Regions from separate parts of the Podarcis muralis genome. Here region 1 is linked to region 2. Evidence: chromatin contacts called from public Hi-C data. All regions are on one chromosome and are shown on one strand. Each heading gives the region's core, a stretch centred on a gene start, on an enhancer-like site or on the middle of the called end of the contact. The rest is flanking DNA. Distances are from core to core; before and after follow the strand shown.

Region 1 (6,982 bases), core at 1,486-3,985, 200 kb before region 2:
AGTACAAGAAGTGAAATGAATTAAGTTAGCCACTGATGTCAACACTGTAGTTCTACTTTTGAGTATCTTAGCTGCATAAAAAGGTTGCTTCAAGAAAGGACCCCTCTCTGGGAACAGAGGGCACACACCAGTTACCCCAAAGAAGACAACTAGGAGGACAGCTTGAAGCACAGTGAGTGATTCTGGGTTCTCTCTTCCTGCATCTTTCAGACCCAGAATACATGATTTTAGCGCCAGCTCTGGCAGAGTCACACAGAATAACTTTTGAGTAGGGTGAGGCAGCTTGGGCTAAGGAACTCCCCATACCCTACAGGCAAACGCTTACCTAGAAATAAAAACCAGTCATGAGCAAAGACTGAAAGGTCAACAATACTGACTCTACTCACTTCCACAGAATCTGAGATGCAAACAAAGGGATTTTTATCTCTCTCTCTCTTCCCCTCTTGTCAGTTCTCCCCTTGAGGGCCAATGGCTCCCATGTATGAGCCAAGGCACAAACAAGGAACATAGAGTCCATTTTGCTAATCACAACATCTGGGCAGAGAAGAAGGGGGTTCAAGGGCCCTTTGCCTGTGCCTCAGAGAAAAGAGGTGGGACTAACAGCTATGCTGTGGACCACAAGTGAAGGTTGAATTGTTGCTTCTGGCTACCAGTCACCTATCTCTACAGCAAACCCCTTCCCAGGCTTTAATGGTTACACTCAATGTTCTTACCAGATTTCAGACTGGAAATTTTGAAGATGGCACTTGGTTTTTCATTTGTGACAAAGCCCAGGAGCTGCCACACTGCTATCCCATTTTCGTCGGGGTAGCAGAAGTAGACAGAACCACCCATTCCCTCTGGGAAGGGAACGGTCCCCAGCATGAAGACCACCACGTGGTTGATGCTGTCATAGTCGGGCAAGTCAAACACAAACTTGTCTTCTGCCACCTGCTGTGCAACTGTTTGCACCTACAAAAGAAGAGCAGGGAATGAAGTAGGGATTTGAGCCTGTAGCGGAATTCAAACTCCCTCCAGGTAAAAAGAATGCATTGAAATGGAGACTGTGCAGGAAAAAAACGAAGCAGTATGCCAAACAACCCTTCTCCTATCTGTTCTTGCAGGTTAGGACCTCCTGCACATACCATCATAGCAGGAGGTCCATGATGCACAAGTTAGGAATTTCACCTTTCCGGTTATGCCACCTACCCTTTGGAATTCCCTGTTAAACATTAGGCAAGGCGCTGTCCCTGTTGGCTGTTTTGTCACCTATTGAAGAGCTTTCTTATTCAGCAAGCTTTTAAAGCACAGATCTTTTCCAACCTGCATCTGTACTGGAATTGTTTTTAAGATGTTTCGATTGTTTTATTGCTTGTATTTTTTCTGCCTATGTTCCATTGAGAGTTGCCATTGCTTTTTATTTATTTATTAAAAATACAATTTTAAATGGGGGAAAATATGCTGCCCGGTTAATTGGAAGCACATTTTTCATTGACCAAAATATTTTTACTCAGTTAATGCAATCCATTAAACACGGCAGGCCTAGTTTTGTACAACTAGTTTTAATATGTTTTAGTCAATTTGCAGTTTTAACCTGCAAATTTTAAATCACACTTACTTTTTTTTTAAAAAGTGCTTTCTTTGTTTTATCTCATTTGTTGACCACTGTTGAGGTTTCCCCCCTACAATGAAGCAGTATATAGTTTATACCACTATATATTCTGCTTGAATGTAGAGGGGGGAAACTCAAGAGGTATACAAACACACAAATACTCCATAAAATTTATATGTGTTGTGGGAAAGGGGATTATTGCTTTGCTGTTGTTCTTACTTTTACTATGCATTTTGTGGTTTTTATATTGTATTTGTTTGTGTGTGAACCGCCCTAAGATCTGTGGATGAAGGGCAGTGTACAAATTTAATTTTAAAAAGTAATTTACCGCGTGATTGTATTTTTTTAATTTTTATTTATACTTTTCAAGTTTATACATTTCACTGTTTTTACAATCCTTTTGACATTTCAAAAATTGACTTCCCTCCCCCTCTTTCTGCGGTTCCTTAAATTTATTTTTAATATCTTCTGCATATTCCAAAGTAACTTAATTTGCACATTTATTCATCTCCTTTAAATATATACTCTTATAAAACTGCAGGTTTTTACGATAATCCTGCCAATGTTTTTATCTGTTTACAATTTATCTGTAAATATTCCATAAACCATTTCCATTCTTTTATAAAAAGTTTGTGATCTTAATTTCTTATTCTTCCGGTAAGTTTTGCCATTTCTGCCTATTCCATGAGCTTTTGTCTCCATTCTTCCTTCGCTGGGACTTCCTTCTTCTCAAATATCATAACATATATGGTAAAGAAACCTTAAAGCAGTACATATAAATACATATATCGTCATATTTCCTCATTCACTTCCATGAGAAACGCCTGGCGCATCCCCCCTGGGCCTTAGGAGTTACCAAGGGAACCAGCCGCCCGCATCCCTCACCATAGAAACCCCAAGTGCCCTCCCGTTCCCATGGCAACCCACTTTCCCCCCTCGTTTCCATAGAGACCCTGCGCTGCCGGCCGCGGGCGCCACTCACCAGCCTCCCCGCGACCAAGCAGCCAAACATGGCGGAGGCGGCTCCGCTCGGCAAGGCCGCTTCCTCGACAGCCACGACCGGCCCAGGCGACCACCCCGGTGGCCCCTCCGTGCCACCCCGCCCGCCGAAGCTCATCCGGGGCAAACGGAAGGAAATGATTCGCATAGGGATAGGCGGGCATTCTTGCGTGTGTGTGTGGGATTTCAGGCATCCCGGCGGAGGACTACGTATCCCAGCGCGCCGCGCGCGACGTCGCGTACGTTCGGAGAAGCGGAGGACGCTGGGAAATGTAGTCTTGCAAGGAATGCGGCAGCTCAGGAAAAGGACGGGCCTTGGTTCTTAACAGGAACTTCCTGCCTAAAATCGAATTATCTTCCCGCTTCAACAACTTCCCGGTGCCAAAACTTTTAATGTATTTTTAATCTTTGGCTAGAAGCCGCCCAGAGTGGCTGGGGAAACCCAGCCAGATTGGGCGGGGGGGGAGGGGTTAAATAACTGTTTTACTATTATTATTATTATTATTATTATTATTATTATTATTATTGACATGGGCTTTTCAGGACAGAGGTGCCACTGGCTAGTTTTTCCCCATTCCTAATGGAAAAGCTCCGCAGCCTATTTCTGCTGCTGTATGCATGCAGGTTTTAAGGTTCAGCAGAATAATTTTTCAAGCACAGCACAAAGTACCAACAGCATCTGTTTGGAGGAAGACTGAAATACATACAAAATTAATCCCTAAAACTATACAGAATTTTCCCAGGCTGCTTCGGCATTCAATACTTCTGCAGGGCTAAGAACAGAATGTCAATGTCCTCAACCTTTAATCGAAAATAAATAAAATAATCCCTTCCAATAGACCTTAGAGACAAACTAAGTTAGTGATTGGTATGAGCTTTCGTGTGCACGCACACTTCAGATACTCAGACTTTAATGTTGCTGAAGCAGCTCACAGAGTTGGTGTGAGCCCTGCCATGGACACAGACAATGAGCTTCTTGATGGAATATAAATGTAATAAATAAAATACATTTTTAAAAAACCACTGTAGGCTGCATCACTGCAAAATTTGGGCAGGGGAAGAAGGAGGGCTCAAGTGACGAGTATTTTTACACACGCACAAATATCCCCGCAGATAGAAAACTAGATGGCAAGGAGGAAAGGTTCTACTGGAGGAAGCGATTCAATGCTTCTCCACACAGACCATGCAGATCCTGACCTGCACCTGAGAAAAAGTAAGAGTACAGGCAAGAATACCTCCTCAAGTAAGAAACAGACCTTTGTAGAAATACAAATGTTTGTTTTGGAAGTTCTAGGTATACCATTCTGTGACAGCTTATTTTTTTGTTGTGAGCAAGTGATCTGAAGATTTGGGGGAGGTGGGAGAGAGTAAGTTAACACATATTTAATTTTGTTTTTATTTCATTTTACCAAATTTAATACTTTTACATCTTGTCCCAACAGCTTCCATATATTACACATATTTCACACACACTTTATTCACATGTTGTTTTTATAAGGTTAAACAAACTTTTAAAGTCTCTGAAATTCATTTGCTCCCCTTCTGTCAAAGATGAGGCAGCTGTAGAATAAAGGCCTTTTTAGTGGTAGCACCAGGGTAGTGGAGGCTCATCTTGCCTCTTCATCGCGAGTTTTCAAGCACTAAATGAAACATTTTATTTCGGCAGGTGTTTGGGATCTACTGAACTTTGTTTTTAGTTTGTCTGCCTGTGCCTTGTGTTGCTTTTGTTAACAATATTTAGTATTAAAAACATTTATTTTCTTAAAGCCACGATGTGGAGCCAAGTGGGTTCAGAAGCAATGGAAATATCCTAAATAAGTACCAGGGTATTCTACACCAAGACAGTGGCTCCTTTTACCAACAGCAGTTAACTACGTTCTCTTATTTCACTTACTCTGCAATTCTCATTCTAAGTACAGTATGCCCGTATCCAGTGCTTTTTTTCCTGTACTCTCATTTTCCTACTCATATTGAAATACTGCCCCTCAATGAGGCCAAACTTAGATTCACAAAATGTTTAGGAGTATGTGTCGTCGTCCCCCCCCCCCCCGAAGAAAAGCATTTGCACCATAGGCATTGCACCTAAAGCCAAAATCACATATAGACAAAACACACTGAATGCAATGACAGGTAGAATTTGTATTTTCCCCTGGGTGCCCATCCCTTTTTATTTTTTGCCAAGCGCTTAAAGCTGAATATGCACAAATTAAATGTTTGCAAATTGCAGGCTTACTGTAATCAGATGGGTATGAGACAGAGAATTAATGTAAAGTAGTATAGTCTCTGGGAATTATGGGAGTAAAACTTTTGCTGGACCAAAACATTAAGGATTGTGGGGTTTTTTTTTTTGTGTGTGTGTGTGTGTGTGTGTGTGTGTGTATTTTTTATTTTTTAAAAAAGTCCATACCCAGGAAATTCAAATTCTGAGCAAGAAAGCTAAATTCCCCAACATGTTTAATTATGCTCATTTAATTTTGTTTGCATAATTTACTTGCTTTTGTTCATGAAGGAGAAGGGCAGAGAGCCATATGGATAGATGTATCTGTCCCAGCCATTGAGAAATTATATCGGTCACCCTTCTTGGCTTCTGAGAGTTCCAAGTGGGCAATGCTGCACCACTTTCATGTTTTCACGGTCGTAAGGACTAGACATTTTCAAAATCAAGGACAACTTTCTCAGGAAGAATTCTGCACTCAATGTGCTTCTTGCATCCTGCAGAATTGTAGGGCACACCCATACTCATACAAGCTTATTTAACATATGGCTTAACACAAACAGCAAGTATATATACAGTACAAAGAAACTTTACATACTACAAACACTGAATTGAAATGGGACAATAAACCAAACGTACAAAAATATTTTTATTAAAAAGCAGCAGCTTCTGAACAAGGCAATGTTATCAAAAACCAAATGTAAACATTGCTAAGTTCAACTGATGGGGCGGGGGGCTACTCTGAAAGCAGTTACAGTACTACCAAATCAGCTAATTATCCTTGACACAAAAAGCAATACATAATTTTGTAATTCTCAAGTTGTAAAAGTAACTTATCGGAGCCTGTCCCAGCGCCAGATACTGGCATCGTCACATACAGCTATAAGGATACTACTGTCTCTGCTAAAGCTGGTTTGTCGAATGGCAGCAGCACACTTTGGGTGAGTAAGAGTTGTACACCTATCAAAAGAGATAAAGCGTTATATTTCTCTTCATTCAACACCATGTGAACAAAAGGATATAAGACAACAGGCAGTTCTTAACTTCAGCCCTCCTCCCTTTAAACAACATCCTGATCACGTTATCCCATTTCTCCCACCCCAAAATATGCTAATTTATGGAAGCTTTCTGGGCTGTATCACTTTAAACTGATCCATGGACAAGAAGCATGTAAGGCTTCTTAATATTCTTGTTTCTACATTCAGGGAGTTTTTTTAATGAAAGCACATCTCATCTTGTGATGCCTCACGTGCCCTATTAAGTGGTATGACCCTGAAACAGGATTTTCTCTCCCAGACACCAGGTAAAAGGTAAAGGTACCCCTGCCCGTACGGGCCAGTCTTGCCAGACTCTAGGGTTGTGCGCTCATCTCACTCTATAGGCCGGGAGCCAGCGCTGTCCGCAGACACTTCCGGGTCACGTGGCCAGCATGACATCGCTGCTCTGGCGAGCCAGAGCCGCACACGGAAACGCCGTTTACCTTCCCACTAGAAAGCGGTCCCTATTTATCTACTTGCACCCGAAGGTGCTTTCGAACTGCTAGGTTGGCAGGCGCTGGGACCGAACGACGAGAGCGCACCCCGCCGCGGAGATTCGAACCGCCGACCATGCGATCAGCAAGTCCTAGGCACTGAGGTTTTACCCACAGCGCCACCCGCGTCCCTCTCCCAGACACCAACCCCACCATAAATAACTCAAACACTGAAAAAGCTTAATCACAGATCTATGGCAAGGGAAGTTACCATTTCCCCCCCATCTGTCAGAAATTAGTAAATGTTCTCTTTGTTCATACAAAATCATACACAAAGTTGTTCCAGATTCCCCACCCTGGCCCAGGTCTCTTACACTGTTACCTTCCCAGAACAAAGGGAGCAAGCTGTAATCCAAACTTTGAGAAGACAAACATGCTTATGGCCTGTACTTCTTTATTACAACTTCCTAAGTTATGGTAAAGGGGTTGACTTGTCTGTTTCAGTGTTGATAAGCAAGAATTGTGGTGCAAAGCTGGGGATTCAGAAACACTCACTTGGCCTTATGAGGATCTTCTATTTCTAAGTCCCAGACATAGAGCTTGCCAACTTGATTGCCCAATGCCAGCATCTAAAAAAGAACAGAAGATTTATGTAGCCAAATGCTGTGGTGAAAATGACTGTTTCAATATTGCACTCTACATGCGA
Region 2 (6,412 bases), core at 3,719-6,218:
GGCAGCTAATCCTGCACACCATCATCTGAAGCTTTACTGTGTCGTGTGAGTGCGACCTTTGAAGATGGCACCCGAGGCCCTACCCATAGAAGGTGCAAAGATCATCGTTTGCATGTGATTATTGGAGCACTCACATGCATGAAGATGTGCCATTGTTCCAGTCACTCAGACAGATTGTACATAGTCAGTGGCCGTTGCAAAATGAATCACAGAGATGGTTGGGGTGAGGGTGACCTTGGGAAGAGGTTTGGTCTGGAGCGGGTGTGTGTGTGTTGTCTTGTAGGACAGAGAGGCCTGAGATGTCTGACCCATGCTGCATTCAATATCTTCGCAAGACTTCAAAGTTTTGCTGTGTATCTTATTTGTTGTTAACAAGAGGAAACACGAGAAGGAAGCTTTTTGAACAGATCAACCAACCATGTTGTGCTCTGTTTTCTTTCTCCTTTTTTTGTCTGTTTCAAAGGTAAAAAGCCTCTAGTCACTGGAGAAGTCCACATTTGGGTGAAGGAATGCAGTGACCTCCCAGTCCTCAGGGGCAATAGACTCAACTCTTTTGTTAAGTGGTAAGAACAGGGATTCAACCGAATGAAGGTGTAATTTGGCAAGGTTGGGTGTCTGACTCTTGGAGCAGGTCCTGGGCACTGCCGGAATGCCAGGAGTGAGACAGCAGTGAATCACACCATCCAAGCTGGAGTTCACTTTTTATTAACAAAACCAAAATTGACACAGGAGTGTCAGGCCTAATGAGCCCAGCAACTAATCTCTGGTAGGTCTTGCCCCCATGAAATAGATGCTGAGACTGTAGGTTCTTGCCTCCCCACAGCTGCCTACATCCCTTCCTCTCCAGAGTTTTCCCCAAGCAATCTGAGACTGTGCCTGCATGAAGTGAACTTCTCCTCCACCCTTTTCATGCCTCTCCTGGTTCTGGGAAACCAGGGGGAGGGGAGCTTGTGGAGGGAGTGTCAGGCCAGAAGCTCTTTATTATCCAAAGCAGCTCCCAACATGTTTGTGGCAATTTCTGTCACAACATCATAGCCCCTGATGGGCTGCAGCTGTGAAATCAGTGAAGATGCGTATCAACAAGATATTGAAAAAATGAGTTCAAGCATGAGCCTGCATGCCTCTCTCTGTTTAATGCACATGTGGCAATAGCACACCTGCAAACTGAACATCAATGTACCACCTCTTGTTGCCTGAGATGCAAGGGGAGGAGGTTTCCTCTTTATTTTTTGCAGATTTATAAACTGCTTCATGACAAAAGTAGCCAAAGTACAAAAAAATATGTTGATAAAATATATAATGCAAAAGATCACAAACCCACTAAACTTAAAAATAATATAAAGCTGGTGATAGAGTTATACAATTATATACCATATTGGCCCGAATATATGCCTCACCCACAAATAAGCCGCACCTTTAAAATTCAAGGGGGAAAAAGAAAAAAAGACAATACCCGAAAAGTTACAATCGCTAAAATCACAAATCGCTATTCAATTGCTATAATTCCACAGGCACTCACACCCATAAATGGCAAATGTAGAAGAAAATCCTATGGGTAACAGAGAAGGCCCGCAAGCTCGCAAATCGGCAATAAAATATTTTTTGGTTCCCTTTTACCATTTGTCTGTTTCAGCAGCAATATCGTAAAAGCCAATTTTTGTAAAGTTGCGAATTTAAGCCACCCTTGAATTTTTCACGGTCGGAATTTGGGGGGAAAATGTGGCTTATATTCGGGCCAATACGGTAGTTGTTCCACAAGATGGCTGGGTCACCTCTATCAGTGTGCCCTCTCTGTTTTATCGAATCCCTTCTTTCTTGGTTGCAGAACTAGTTTCTTTCTTTACTTCCACCAAAAGTCACCCGCCCACCCCAGATTACTGGGACAACAGTTTCTTGTGTGGTATGAACCAAGTCTCAAGTGTCTAAGGTTATTCTCATGGTCATTTTCCTCCCTCTTCCCACTTTTATCCGAAGTACCATCCTTCCAGACACAAGCAGGAAAAGCCGTCAGAAAACAAGAGCTGTAGCGAAGACAACAAATCCAGTGTTCAATCATACAATGGTCTACGATGGCTTCAGACCTCAAGATTTGAAAGAAGCCTGTGTGGAGCTCACTGTCTGGGATCACAACAAACTAGCTAATCACTTCCTTGGAGGCCTCAGGATAGGACTTGGAACAGGTAATGTCAGATAAGTGGAAGTTCTCCCCACCCCCCTAGTGTTAGTAAGTGGGTGAAATTTCAAAATTATTATTTTTTTGTGGGGGGGGGGGAACTACAGAGATACAATAGTCATCTTCAAATATTTCAAGGGCTGTCACATGGAAGAGGGAACAAGCTTGTTTTCTCCTGCACTGGAGGGTAGGACTCTAACCAATGGCTTCAAGTTACAAGAAAGGAGATTCCAGCTAAACACCAGGAACAGCTATTATAGTAAGAGCTCTTCGACAGTAGAATGGTCTCACTTGAGAGGTTGTGGACTCTCCTTCCTTGGATGTTTTTTAGCAGAGGTTGGATGCTTTAGCTGAGACTCCTGCATTGCAAGGGATTGGACTAGATGGCCCTTTGGGTCCCATCCAACCCTACAATTATATGATACTATGACCCAATGGCTTTGAATTATATGGCTACAATTATATGATACTATATACATACAATTATATGATACTATGACCCAATGGCTTTGAAACAAAGTGCTCTTGAAATATTGGGCAGGATTCACCTCACGAGCCCCATGTAAGGATTTCTGCTTGTGCAACAAGTGCTGGATCTGCACTGATCTTAAAAAACACACACAAAAAAAGCTAAGAAAAAACATTATATAGCTCTCAATGCAATTTTCCATTGACCTCTGTACATCGCCCCTTTGGTGTCACATTTTTATAACGCATTTATAACATTATAACTCACCAGTATAGATTAGTCCAAGGTTTCTCCTGGTTGTAACCCAGAGCGTAACTGCTTAAGGGAGGTAGCTTATAGCACTTTGCAGTTACTGTTGTGTAAACGACAGATAAAAGGCAATGCTAATTCAATCTGGTTGTTTTTTTAAAAAAACCCACTTCTTTAGGTAAAAGCTACGGTACTCCAGTAGACTGGATGGACTCTACAACAGATGAAAGCAACTTATGGGAACGAATGATTGATTCTCCAAACACCTGGGTTGAAGATACGCTGCCACTCAGGATGCTGATGATGGCAAAAACACCGAAATAGGATGATACACCTTTTGGACGCTTCCTGTTTGTACGGCTTGCTGGCGTTTGGGTGGAAAGAAGAGCCAGGCAAAAATAGAGAGGAACTTGGGGTGTGGGGGGGTGCACATTGGCTGATATATTCATTTGTAATTTCATCAGAGGGCATATGTGTCTGCAATACAATTTTAAACTATTTTACTAAATGCTGCTTTGATAATGCATGTCAACTCCTTCCTGCCCTCAGGTACTGTTATTAAAAATTAAACTTTATTAAAGATGAATTAAAACTGTAAAATATATATATTTAAAATATTGTGTACTGTTGCCTTCTGTGGCCGCCTTGAATAACATATGGGGGGAGGGGGGAAGTTGGCGATTTCACTAAATTTCAGCATGCATTTACTGTCTTTCACTGGTCCACAGTCCCCAAAGTGAACAAGTGAATGCACCTGCCAACATGGTGCTATTGTGCGTAAAGCTGAATCTAATTGTTGCATGTATCCCATCTTCCTTTCAAAAACAGCCTTTTATTGTTCGAATTGGTGGAAACTGTAATGAGCGGTTGCAAACATGGATGTTAATGGTAAGCATCGGTGTGGGATTCAATCTCTTGTGTATTAGGCTGGAACTAGACATTGCATCTGGGTTTCACTGAAGAACAGCCACCCCTGTGTCTTGCTTCCCTCCCTCCCTCTAAGGCCTAATGATTACTCAGTGTGTGACATGACAGCATCCGGCAGAAAGAAGCATCTACAGCTGTTTTGGGACTACAATTCCCATCATCCCTGCCCACTGGTTCTGTTAGCTAGGGATGATGGGAGTTGTAGTTCCAAAACAGCTGAAGGGCCAAGTTTGGCCATGCCTGATCTAAACTATTGGTCTCTGCTGGTGAGGGTTGGGGCATTCCTAAACATGACAGGGGAAAAAGGAGAAGGAAGCTTGGGGCTGAGTGGGGCAGTCCTATCTCTTCTATAAAACTGTAGTTCCAGCTTCTGTTATGTCCACATTGCACAAGTTATTAGAACTGAAGAGCTCTAAATACAGTAGCTGCAAAGATGGAACACTTTTACAGATTGTTCAACTTACTAACGACCTTGAAATTGCAGATTCTCTTCTTCCCCCTCGCCCTTTTTAGTAAGCAAGACCCTGTTCACATCGTTCAAACAGGGCTCATCATCACTCTTATCGTTTTACTAGCTTTTACTATTGGTGAAGCTAAAGCGAGACATCAAACAAACAAACAAACACCTCGATTGCAAAATGTGCTGCTGGCTTTTTCAGTGCATCAGGGCTTTAAAAACGTTCTCTAGTGCCACCATTTGGGCAAAGCAGGAAGCGATACTTAAAACAGGAGCAAACACTTTTATGCATTGTAATTGAATTTTGCAAGATTTGGAACTTTATTTGTTCATGGTTTCTAAACTCAAAAAGTCTGTTAGAAACTATGTATATGCTCAGATGAGCAAGTGTTGAAATTGCAAGAGAGACAAAGCGTGGTGCATTCGCTCTTTGTGCTTCTTTTGTGTGTGGTACATTCGCTTTCCAGTTGCGTTCTGTTCTGAAAAAGAAGTCAAATACAAAACTCCCCCCCCCCCCACTTTCAGTTATGCTTGGATATATCTGGTTCAGCCTGATAGAGGTTCGCTAAACACCTGAGCGTACCTGAGCTTACTTTCTGGTTAACCCAGAACATCTAAGCATCAGTTTGTACTACCTTACCATGGATACTGGTCTGTTGTGCAGCTGCTGGTGGGAAGAGTTATCTGGCCTAATGATGTGGAACTGAAGAGAAAGCCGAATAACTTGATGTCAGAAACTGCAAGAGAACTTTGAGTAAACATAGCTAGGAAAGTACTGATAGCCCCATTATGCAAGCTCGTCTTGCCCATACAGTGGTACCTCGGGTTAAGTACTTAATTCGTTCCGGAGGTCCGTACTTAACCTGAAACTGTTCTTAACCTGAAGCACCACTTTAGCTAATGGGGCCTCCTGCTGCTGCCGTGCCACCGGGGCACGATTTCTGTTCTCATCCTGAAGCAAAGTTCTTAACCTGAAGCACTATTTCTGGGTTAGCGGAGTCTGTAACCTGAAGCATATGTAACCTGAAGCATATGTAACCCGAGGTACCACTGTATTCTGATTCTTTTCCTCATTGGCAAGTTACTGCTTTTTTTTTAACAGCCTGGTTTTTAAGAACATAGGTACCTTTTATTTCTTCATTTGATTCTCAGGGACACGATATTATTTCAGAGTTGGCAGTAATAGTGGTGAGCTGCTGGTCATTTTCAGGCTTCCTTTGGGAGGGAAAGGAAGGAGACATCTATCGCAGAGGGTCACAGCCAAGGAACGTGCTTTCCAGAGCTTGTTAAGCTTCCAGGATGCATTCTTTCTTGTTTGGCCTCACTGTACACTTGGCAAGGAGTCTGCTTCAATCCTATTGCCATGGAGATGCAAACTCAACAAGGCTGTCAGACCAAGATAGTAAAAGAATAAAGGCCTGGTAAGGAAACATTTTATGGCTCTTTGATTAACTTTTTTTAAAAAAATATTTATAAACGCTATTTTAAAATGGCAAAACCAGACAGTTACGTATGAGTATAAAAGAATCAGGATGACGCCAATATCTGTTGAAATGAAATTGGATGCCCTTTTCTGAATGTTGTAACAACAACTGGAAGAATTATGATGTACAAATTTGTTTTCCTTATAAGAGCACTGAACTTATTGCAACTTATTTTATAGGTTGTAATCTTGTGCACTCCTGTTTACCTAGGAGTAAGCTCCACTGAACTCAATGGGGCTTACTTCTGAGTAGATATGTACAGAATTGTGCAGTTAAGAGAGTAAGAAAACCTTCATAGTCAAATCTTTATTTTCTCTCAGGCTAGATTATTCTTTAATCCCTCAATTCAACCCAATCCAGCTTCAGGGATCTGATACCACTCTGGTGTTGTGGGAGTCTGTTCCCAAAACAGAGTTCCTTTGACCATTTTTAGGAAAGAGTAGTATGTTCATTAGTTATGCTTTGCCTTTTTACCATTACATTGTTTAGCCTTGAAACATTATTCAATACGTACTCAGAGGCTCTGCTGATTAACAAACAAGCATAGACAGAGCTGTGATAAGAACAACACACTCCCCCACCCAATATAATAATTATGAATTGTGCTAATTGGACAGCATACATATCTGCTCCCAGCATGCATGTGATTAAAA

Evidence for each region. Hi-C and Micro-C count contacts between places; a contact is called where the count stands out from the background.
Region 1: a Hi-C map of tail shows a contact between it and region 2, with 2.1 times the contacts expected there. The contact joins the promoter of HIKESHI here to the promoter of CCDC89 in region 2. A contact is called at or near these places in 2 of 3 Hi-C or Micro-C datasets (blood and tail).

What each region holds. Positions count from the first base shown.
Region 1 is chr4:14,580,279-14,587,260 of rPodMur119.hap1.1, reverse strand. HIKESHI (heat shock protein nuclear import factor hikeshi) reads right to left here and starts at 2,735. Exons shown (of 5, transcript XM_028726011.2): 1 at 2,574-2,735; 2 at 714-951. The coding sequence starts at 2,708. EED (embryonic ectoderm development) reads right to left here. Exons shown (of 12, transcript XM_028726010.2): 11 at 6,832-6,905; 12 at 5,437-5,765. The coding sequence ends at 5,639.
Region 2 is chr4:14,379,226-14,385,637 of rPodMur119.hap1.1, reverse strand. CCDC89 (coiled-coil domain containing 89) reads left to right here and starts at 4,968. Exons shown (of 2, transcript XM_028725998.2): 1 at 4,968-5,696. LOC114595598 (a long non-coding RNA gene) reads right to left here and starts at 5,503. Exons shown (of 2, transcript XR_003706298.2): 1 at 5,402-5,503; 2 at 4,573-4,978. It overlaps SYTL2 (synaptotagmin like 2), which reads left to right. Exons shown (of 19, transcript XM_077926963.1): 17 at 464-563; 18 at 1,975-2,180; 19 at 3,070-3,506. The coding sequence ends at 3,215.